2 separate regions of the Sus scrofa genome follow, and region 1 is linked to region 2. The links are chromatin contacts, called in public HiChIP or PLAC-seq maps. All regions are on one chromosome and are shown on one strand. The core of a region is the stretch at or near the end of the contact, and the rest is flanking DNA. Distances in the headings are between cores, read along the strand shown.

Evidence for each region. HiChIP or PLAC-seq counts read pairs in DNA pulled down with a chosen protein or histone mark.
Region 1: a contact with region 2 is called in an H3K27ac HiChIP or PLAC-seq map of skeletal muscle. The contact joins the enhancer-like site here to the promoter of ZRANB1 in region 2. A contact is called at or near these places in 1 of 5 promoter capture datasets (liver), 8 of 47 Hi-C or Micro-C datasets (embryonic fibroblasts, heart right ventricle, liver and 2 more) and 2 of 2 datasets of contacts at active chromatin or transcription factors (alveolar macrophages and skeletal muscle).

Annotation. Positions count from the first base shown.
Region 1 is chr14:134,307,058-134,310,925 of Sscrofa11.1, forward strand. It overlaps ZRANB1 (ubiquitin thioesterase ZRANB1), which reads left to right. Exons shown (of 10, transcript XM_013983854.2): 3 at 433-620; 4 at 2,998-3,151. Among named protein-coding and RNA genes, the nearest start is that of ZRANB1, 55 kb to the left of the region's middle. Within about 2 kb of position 1,279, at least 10 of the 83 cell types and tissues checked have an H3K27ac peak or open chromatin away from gene starts, as enhancers often do. A contact at or near this core is called in skeletal muscle, where this site is marked.
Region 2 is chr14:134,251,816-134,255,672 of Sscrofa11.1, forward strand. ZRANB1 (ubiquitin thioesterase ZRANB1) reads left to right here and starts at 2,112. Exons shown (of 10, transcript XM_013983854.2): 1 at 2,112-2,292.

The DNA.
Region 1 (3,868 bases), core at 29-2,528, 54 kb after region 2:
AGGAACGCCTTGACTCAGCTTTACAGTGGCAGTGTAAAGGGCTGGAGAAGCAGTCCAACACAGATGGGAAGCACATCCCTGTCTAAAGACCAGAGCAGGAGTTTAGTGTCTTTTGTGAAATCTAATTATTCGTACCAGATTGTTGATTTTTGATCCAGTTAATATATTCTGATAATTTCTCTAAACCTTACCAGAGTATGGAGCCAGCACTGACGTGATGGTAAGTGCCTAACTAGGCAGTTTTATTTCTGGAAGGAAATGAAAGGGAAAGGAATATGCCATAACTTTCCTTATATTCTTTAGGACATTTGAATGATGCCACAGAATCCAAGAAGCACAGAGAATCAAAGAACTTAGAGTGAATGCTACAGGTTTATGCTTTTTGAAGAAAAACAGAGTTAAACTTTTTTCTGTCTTTGATGCTTGTTTCAGGGGTTGTAGAAGGTGATTTAGCTGCTATAGAAGCATACAAATCATCAGGAGGGGACATTGCCCGCCAGCTCACTGCAGATGAAGTGCGCCTGCTGAACCGGCCTTCCGCTTTCGACGTTGGCTATACGCTGGTCCATCTGGCTATACGCTTTCAGAGGCAGGATATGCTAGCAATACTGCTCACAGAGGTGAGTGTGGCTCTCCATTAAACATTCTTGTCTGTGAGGGAAATGTGTTCTTTAGCTTTCGTTTTTGATGTTATAATGTGTCTCAGTTCTTAAATGTTTTTGATTTGGTCTTGTACTCTGCTTTTGAAGTGGGTTGTGTATTGGCAGGGAAAGCGTGTGGAGTTTGGTTGGTGGTGGTGTCTGGAGAACGGAGAGAGAAGGCAGCTGTGAACCAAGGGCTGCAAGGCTGGTCGAGGACTGTGAGCAGGTTCTGGAGGGACTGGTGTAAGTCCCCGGCCTCCTGAGAGCTCTCTGGGGACTAACAGTGCGAGGACAATAGAGCCCCAGTGTATTTACTGTTGACGGCTGTGTAATAAATCCCTTCAGAACTTAGCAGCTTAAGACAACAAACACTTGTTATCTCACACAGTTTCTGGGGGTAAGGAATCCACGAGCAGCTTAGCTGAATGATTTTGCCTCAGGGTCTCACGAGGTTACAAACTGCCAGGGTTGTCAAAAGGCTCAACTGGGGCTAGAGGATCTGGTTCCAAGCACACTCATGTGGTTGTTGGCAGGAGGCTTCAAATTCTTGTCACTTGGGCCCCTTGGTAGGGCTGCTTGTGATGTGGTAGTTGATTTCACCCCGAGCAAGTGGGCTGAGAAAGGAGAGCGTGAGAGGGTGAGTCAGGTGTCTTCTAGATGTAACTTAAGGTAGGAAGTGACGTGCCAGCATTTCTGCCATAGTCTGTGGTACACAGAGACCAGCTCTGGTACATGATGGGGGAGGTAGGAAGGAGGCGTGTTCTAGGGAAGGAATAAAATTGGCAGTGGTGTTTATTCTCAGTGGAACAGAGACTCCAGGGGCCAGGGCAGAAGGGCCAGTAGGAAGACTGCAAAGGGGAGAGTGTGAGCCGGACTGAGGGCTGTGCCTGAGAGAGGGTGCAGGGCCAAGTACTTTTGGGGCGAGAACAGGAGAACATTCTGTTTTGAGAATATGTGTCTGGGACTGGGGTTTTAATTGGATTTTAGATCATAGACCTTGTTTGTAGTTTGGTAGAAGCCATGGACTTCTTTGCAAAAATTTCTTTTTTTTTTTTTAATATTTGGTTTTCCATAATTTGAGTGTTGCTTTGATTAGGCTTGTGGAGTTACTGGTAATCCTGGCCAATAAAGTTGAGGCGAATTGAATTTTCACACAGGAGTTTGCAGAATAGGATGTCTGATGGTCATGCAGGGTTTTCAAAACACTGCTTACTTACCTTAATGGCACGTACAATTAAGCTGTCCACGGATGTTTAGGTAGACGACATTATCAGCCAAACTTATTCTTGGTGTGGCTTGTTGGAAGATCTGCTGCTCCAGGCCCCACTTGTGACTGGAAGTCTGCACTCGGGAAGGTCATCCAGGTTAGTGGCTGCATATGTAGCGACAGCACAGCTCAGAGCTAACTGGCTCCCTCAGGGCCACACCAGCCTGACTTTCTCTCTAGCAGATGCTCACTTTTGATTTCTGAGTTCTCTATATAGGTTTCTTGAGCTCCACAATAGGAATAGGAGTTAACTGCAAGATAATAGCTTTTCACTGTTTGTTCATCGTTTAAAAAGGATGGGAAAGTTCTGGCCAGTCCTTGGTGAGGGGCTGTGTGGTGGTGCCCGGAGTTCATTCCTCTCGAGCTGTACCACTTGGGAGGTTTGCTGCCTGCTCTGTGCTTGAAGAAGCCAGATGCTGTTTTAAAAATTCGGAGTTAAAACAAGTGGGGAGGGACTTGAGGTCATTGGGAACTAACTCTTTAAAAGGGTCACGCTTTTCTTTATTCTGTGTCTGGGTACTTGAAATATTCTTGACAGAGCAGGAGAAGAGTGTTTGTATTTTCCTTTCTCTGTGAGCTGGAATTCCATTAAGAATGTTTTTTTTTACAACATTGTAAATCAACTATACTTCAGTAAAACTTTAAAAAAATTTTTAAAGTTAAAAAAAGGATGTTTGTGTTGGGGGCATGATGTTATTCTTAAGTTGTTTTTTTTGTTTTGTTTTGTTTTGGTTTTTTTTTTTTTTGGTCATCCCTTCCCTTCCAATAATGAATCTTTGTGAACAACTCCATTTTACATAAATTTTTGTATGCATCTTTATATATTTCCTTGGGATAAACTCTACTAAGAAGTGGAATTACTGAGACGAGAGGGTAAAGCATTTTTATCACTGTTTTTCAGGAAAGTTGTACTGGTATATACTTACCTGTTGAGGAAATAACACCCAATACCTCATATATTTAAAACAAGAGCAAAAACAAAACACCTTGAGTTACTGGGAGATTTTGGTAATTTCTTTTGAATACTATTGTTTTCTGCTTCCACTGATGATAAACGAGATGTAGAGGAAAGTTTCTTTTGTATTTAAGGTGTCTCAACAAGCTGCAAAGTGTATTCCAGCAATGGTGTGTCCTGAACTGACAGAGCAAATCCGGCGTGAGATAGCTGCTTCTCTGCATCAGAGAAAGGGGGATTTTGCTTGCTATTTTCTAACTGACCTTGTAACATTTACGTTGCCAGCAGGTAACTCCAAATTTCAATGTGAAAACAAATTTCCACTTTATTGTAGTTTTTTAATGTCTGAATGAAAATGTCTGTGTTAGAAAACGGATAACTTAGCTACTATATGTGGATCTCAAATTACTCAATTATCCTGTTTTACTGGAAGTGACTAGTGCAAGGGCCACGCATGAGCTAATACTTCAGATCTAAAGGAAGACAGCAGCTGGAAGTGTCATTACTTTCTTCGTTCATTACATCAATGTCTATGATATTTGCAAAGCAACTTTTTTTTTTTTTGGTATTTTTCCGGGCTGCCCATGCGGCATATGGAAGTTCCTAGGCTAGGGGTCGAATTGGAGCCGCATCTGCCGACCTGCGCTGCAGCCACAGCAACACAGGATCTGAGCCGTGTCTGTGTCCTACACCAAAGCTCATGGCAATGATGGATCCTTAACCCGCTGAGCGAGGCCAGGGATCGAACCTGAGTCCTCATAGATGCTAGTTGGGTTCATAACCTGCTGAACCACAACAGGAACTCCCGTGAAGCAACTTTTTATTTTTCAATTCCATGCCAAGTGGAAACATCTTCCAGGATGTTTTTTTTGTTGGAAGGCATTGAATGAATGTACCAAATGGCAAAAGTTTCTAAATAAAACTTATGTTTTGGCTTTTAGTGTTTTAAGCTTTTTTATGTTCAGATGTAAACAGATATTTACACAGTGGTAGGAAATAATTAAG
Region 2 (3,857 bases), core at 862-3,361:
TCCTATGCTGTAGTTTTCCCAAACACGGAATGTGTCTTACGCATTTTCGTGTGCTTGTTCTTCCTTGGCACATGGTACTTAGCTAAATTGAGCGAGGAGTTAATAAGCTTACCCAAACAATATCCCTTTCCTTTAACAAAAAGAACTACAACCCCAGTTAAGCAGAACACCCAATCCTGTGGTTCTTGCTAACTTGTAGGTGAGATTCAGGAAGGCTCTTAAAATATTTTCAAAGTGACATGTTGGTGGAATCATTTGTTCTTACACAATAACGTGATGTAATTTTATGTACCATTGTGTTAGTTATATGTTTGAGAATGTGTATTAAGTTTTGTAGGCAAAAGACTATTGCATTTCAATTTATTGATGCATCCTTGAGCAAATAATGTTTCTCTGGAAAGGTGGTGGTTATCGAAAATCTATCATAGAAATGGCTACGAGGATAAAACATATCAATAATTACAAAACAAACTGTTGGGGAAAGGAAGCTATATAGATTATTACTCTTCAGCCATAGTGAAGTAGCTCACACATCCTTTGCCATACACATGCAAAGAGAGACTACGAATACCAGGTACAGTGATGCTAGATAGTCTCCACCCAAGTTATAAAAATCCAATTAAACTCTGAAAAATACATTCTTTCTATTGAGGTGTTCAATAGAACTGCTAAATGCCCTTTGACAGCGCTGTAGTTCTTCAACAGATAACTTTTAAAGAGGTTTACAACTTTTAAAGAGCTGCTGTGTTTTGTGTCATTCAAACTCTCGAAATAAAATCTGAACTGTGAAAAGTGCAGGGTGAAATTTCACTGGGAAAAAACGGTTTTCCAGCCAGAAAAATATGACATACTCATGGGGTCTTAGCAAATAGCAAAATGACTTAGACTATCTGGCTATGGTTACATTAAAAAAGAAATACACAAAATACATCACCATATAACATATTCTCTTTATAAATCCTTTTATTTTTTTGGCCTCCCTGGGAATGTACAAGTTCCCAGGCCAGGGATGGAACCGGTGCCACAGCAGTAACAAGGAGGGGTCTCTAACCTGCTGTGCTACCAGGTAACTCCTTAACATAGTCTCTTTAGAACTTGGGCTCTGCTAATTCTCCTGGCTGTATTTTTTCCACGGCTATAACATATCCTCTTTCTTACTCTTGGACTTCACAGAGAAGGCAACCACTAGAAAATCAGTTTACCCAAAACTAGAGTTAGGTAGGAGGTAGTGGTGGTAGTGGAGACTGCACAAAAAGCAGCCTCCATGGCTTAAAAGTTTTTTTTCTTTAATTGAGATATAATTGGCATATAACTTCATGCTTTTTCATGATGTATATGGGTACATATATAATACATACATTATAAATATACACATACACACACATAAATGGATAGCCGTCTCGAAAGCAGGAATAAAAAACAGACGTAAAATATACATAAAGATTAAACTTTCAAAACCTAAATCTTTATCCTCCCTGGTATCAAGACTTTGAAACTCCCTAAGGCAAAGTGAGGCCGAATCGGGCACTAAGGAGTCCGCTCGGGGAGCCTTCGCGGTGGACTTAGAAGGGTGGTGAATCAGTCGCAGGGAAGAGTCACGCGGAGCAGTGCAGCTGCCACGACGCCCTCCGCGCCGCCCAGTCTGCGTCCCCAAACCCTGCGCACGCCGCGCTGGCCCGCCGCCTCCCGGCGCCCTCCGCCCGCCGCCGAGGTCCCGCAGCCCCAGCGGGCCTGCCGCCGCACAGAGGGCGGGGCTCCTCACAATCGGGCCGGGCGCCGGGGTGACGTCACCTTTCCGCGGCCCGCCTTCTGCGCCCGGAAAGAGGCGGCTGCCCATTGGCTGCGCCGCTCGCGGCCTCGGGGCCAATGACAGGGCGGCGAGCGGCGGGGTCCGGCCTTGACGTTGTGCAGCTTGCCGTGGGGTTTATTTGGCTCCGGGGTCCCGCACCGCCGCCATTAGGAGCCCGCAGCGTCCGAGGCCGCCCCCCTCTCTCCCCCCTCCCCCGGCGCCCCCCCCGTCTCCGCGCCTGCTCTCCGCCCCTCTGCCCCTGCCTCCCGCAGCCGGGAGCCGCGCGCGGGCCCGCGGAGACCATGTCCTGACTGAGGGGAGAGGGCGGAGGCGGCAGCAGCGGGGCGGGCGGCGGCGCGGAGGGAGGCGGAGAGGGGCCGGGCTCGGCTCGTTGCCCCGGGCTGCTCCGGGAGTCGCCGCGGCCGTCGCGGCCGCCGGGCGCCGAGCGTCGGACAGGGAGGAGGAGCAGGAGCTGGAGGAGGAGCCGCCGCCGCCGCCGCCAGGTAACCGGGCCCCGGGAGGGCGTCCCGCCGCAGGCCCCTCGCGGCCCCGCCGCGGCCTGCCTGGCCCCTCGCTCCCTGACGGCGCCCAGGCCGCCGGTCTCCCGGGCGGCCCGCCCGCGCCCCCCGAGGCGGCTTCGCAGGCTGGGAGAGGGGAGGGGGCCCGGCCCGGCCCCGCTGTGCTTCCATCTTGGGCTTTCCAGGTGCGGGGACAGGCCCGGGGCTGTGGGAGGGTGGGTCCGCCGGCTTGTTTACCGACCATCGATCAGCCGCGCTGGCTGGACGCGCCGCCGGCCCGGCCACCTCTCTTCCGCCAGATTCCCCCTCCCCCCAACTTCTTTTCCTGCCACCTACGGGCAGATGAGTGGGATTTTGCTCCCATTCTGCAATAGGCCCGAAATACTTGGGTCCGTCGCCACAAGTTGGTGCAGGTTCCCAAACTTGGATTTCGGTCCCTTGGTGGCTTCCTCTCCGCCTCCCGCGGTGGCCTCCACTGGTCGCCTTTTCTGTCTAAGGAAATAAAGGTGGGGGCGACGGGGGTGGGCTGGGGAGGCGGAGCTGGAACTGGTGGAAAGACTGTCTGCCCCTCTCCTCGCAGTTACGCTTGTACAGTGCGACTGGGTGCTATTTTCTCCACTGTGGCTTGGTGTGGGTCATTTCACAGACAAAAGGACTGAAATGCATACTTGCATTAAGCACCAGGGACCTGTTTAGGTTCAGCCTGGAAGTTTGAGCCGGCCCATTATCTTTGAGATACGCTGGTGTTTTGAAACTCTCTCGTTGAGAATTTAGTCTTTCAGTTATTTGATTGCCTTTTCCGTAACTCTGTAGACCCTCAGGTTAAACGCCGTCTCCTCTGCCCAGTATTTTGGTCTGTGTGCTCGCCGTATGATATTTTGTTGTCAGTACATTTAATGTACAAAAATACTCTTTGGGGAACACAGTTGAAGAGAAATCTTTAGCTCTGGGAAACGTTACATAATGAGTGGCTTTTCTCTCTGAGGTCTCTCTTTAGTTGATTTCTTTATCACTTGTGCGACCTCAAGGGTACCCATGTTTTCATCAAACATGGATGACTCAGTGTTCAGAACATAAGCCAGGGGAAACCATAAGGAATTTTGATCTTGGCTTGTGCCAAGGGCCTTAGCAAAGTAATCTAAACTATGTTTGTGAAAAATTAAGCCGGATCGCTCCTCCTGGTTATTAGTCTTATGAATTAAATGAGGTAATTGTGAAGACATGTAGAAACCTGCTGGTCCCTTGACTTTGGATCGTATAACGAGATACGCCGTATCCTCCTTCTACTAAAATTTTATTAAAAATTTTTATAGGGCTGTTAGGGGGACTAAGAGGACAGCAAGGGCACATTTTAATCTTTGGGGAGGATATTATTTGAATGCCATGAGGGGTTTTTATTTCTGTTGATGCTTCAACACCTTTTATTAATGCTTCAGAGCGTTGAGACACCCATTTGTTTACTCTTGAAATGTGCATGGATAGTAGATAACTCATTCGTGGTAGTATAATTTTAATCCTGTGGCCCTTGTACACTGATAAGGGTTAGGGCA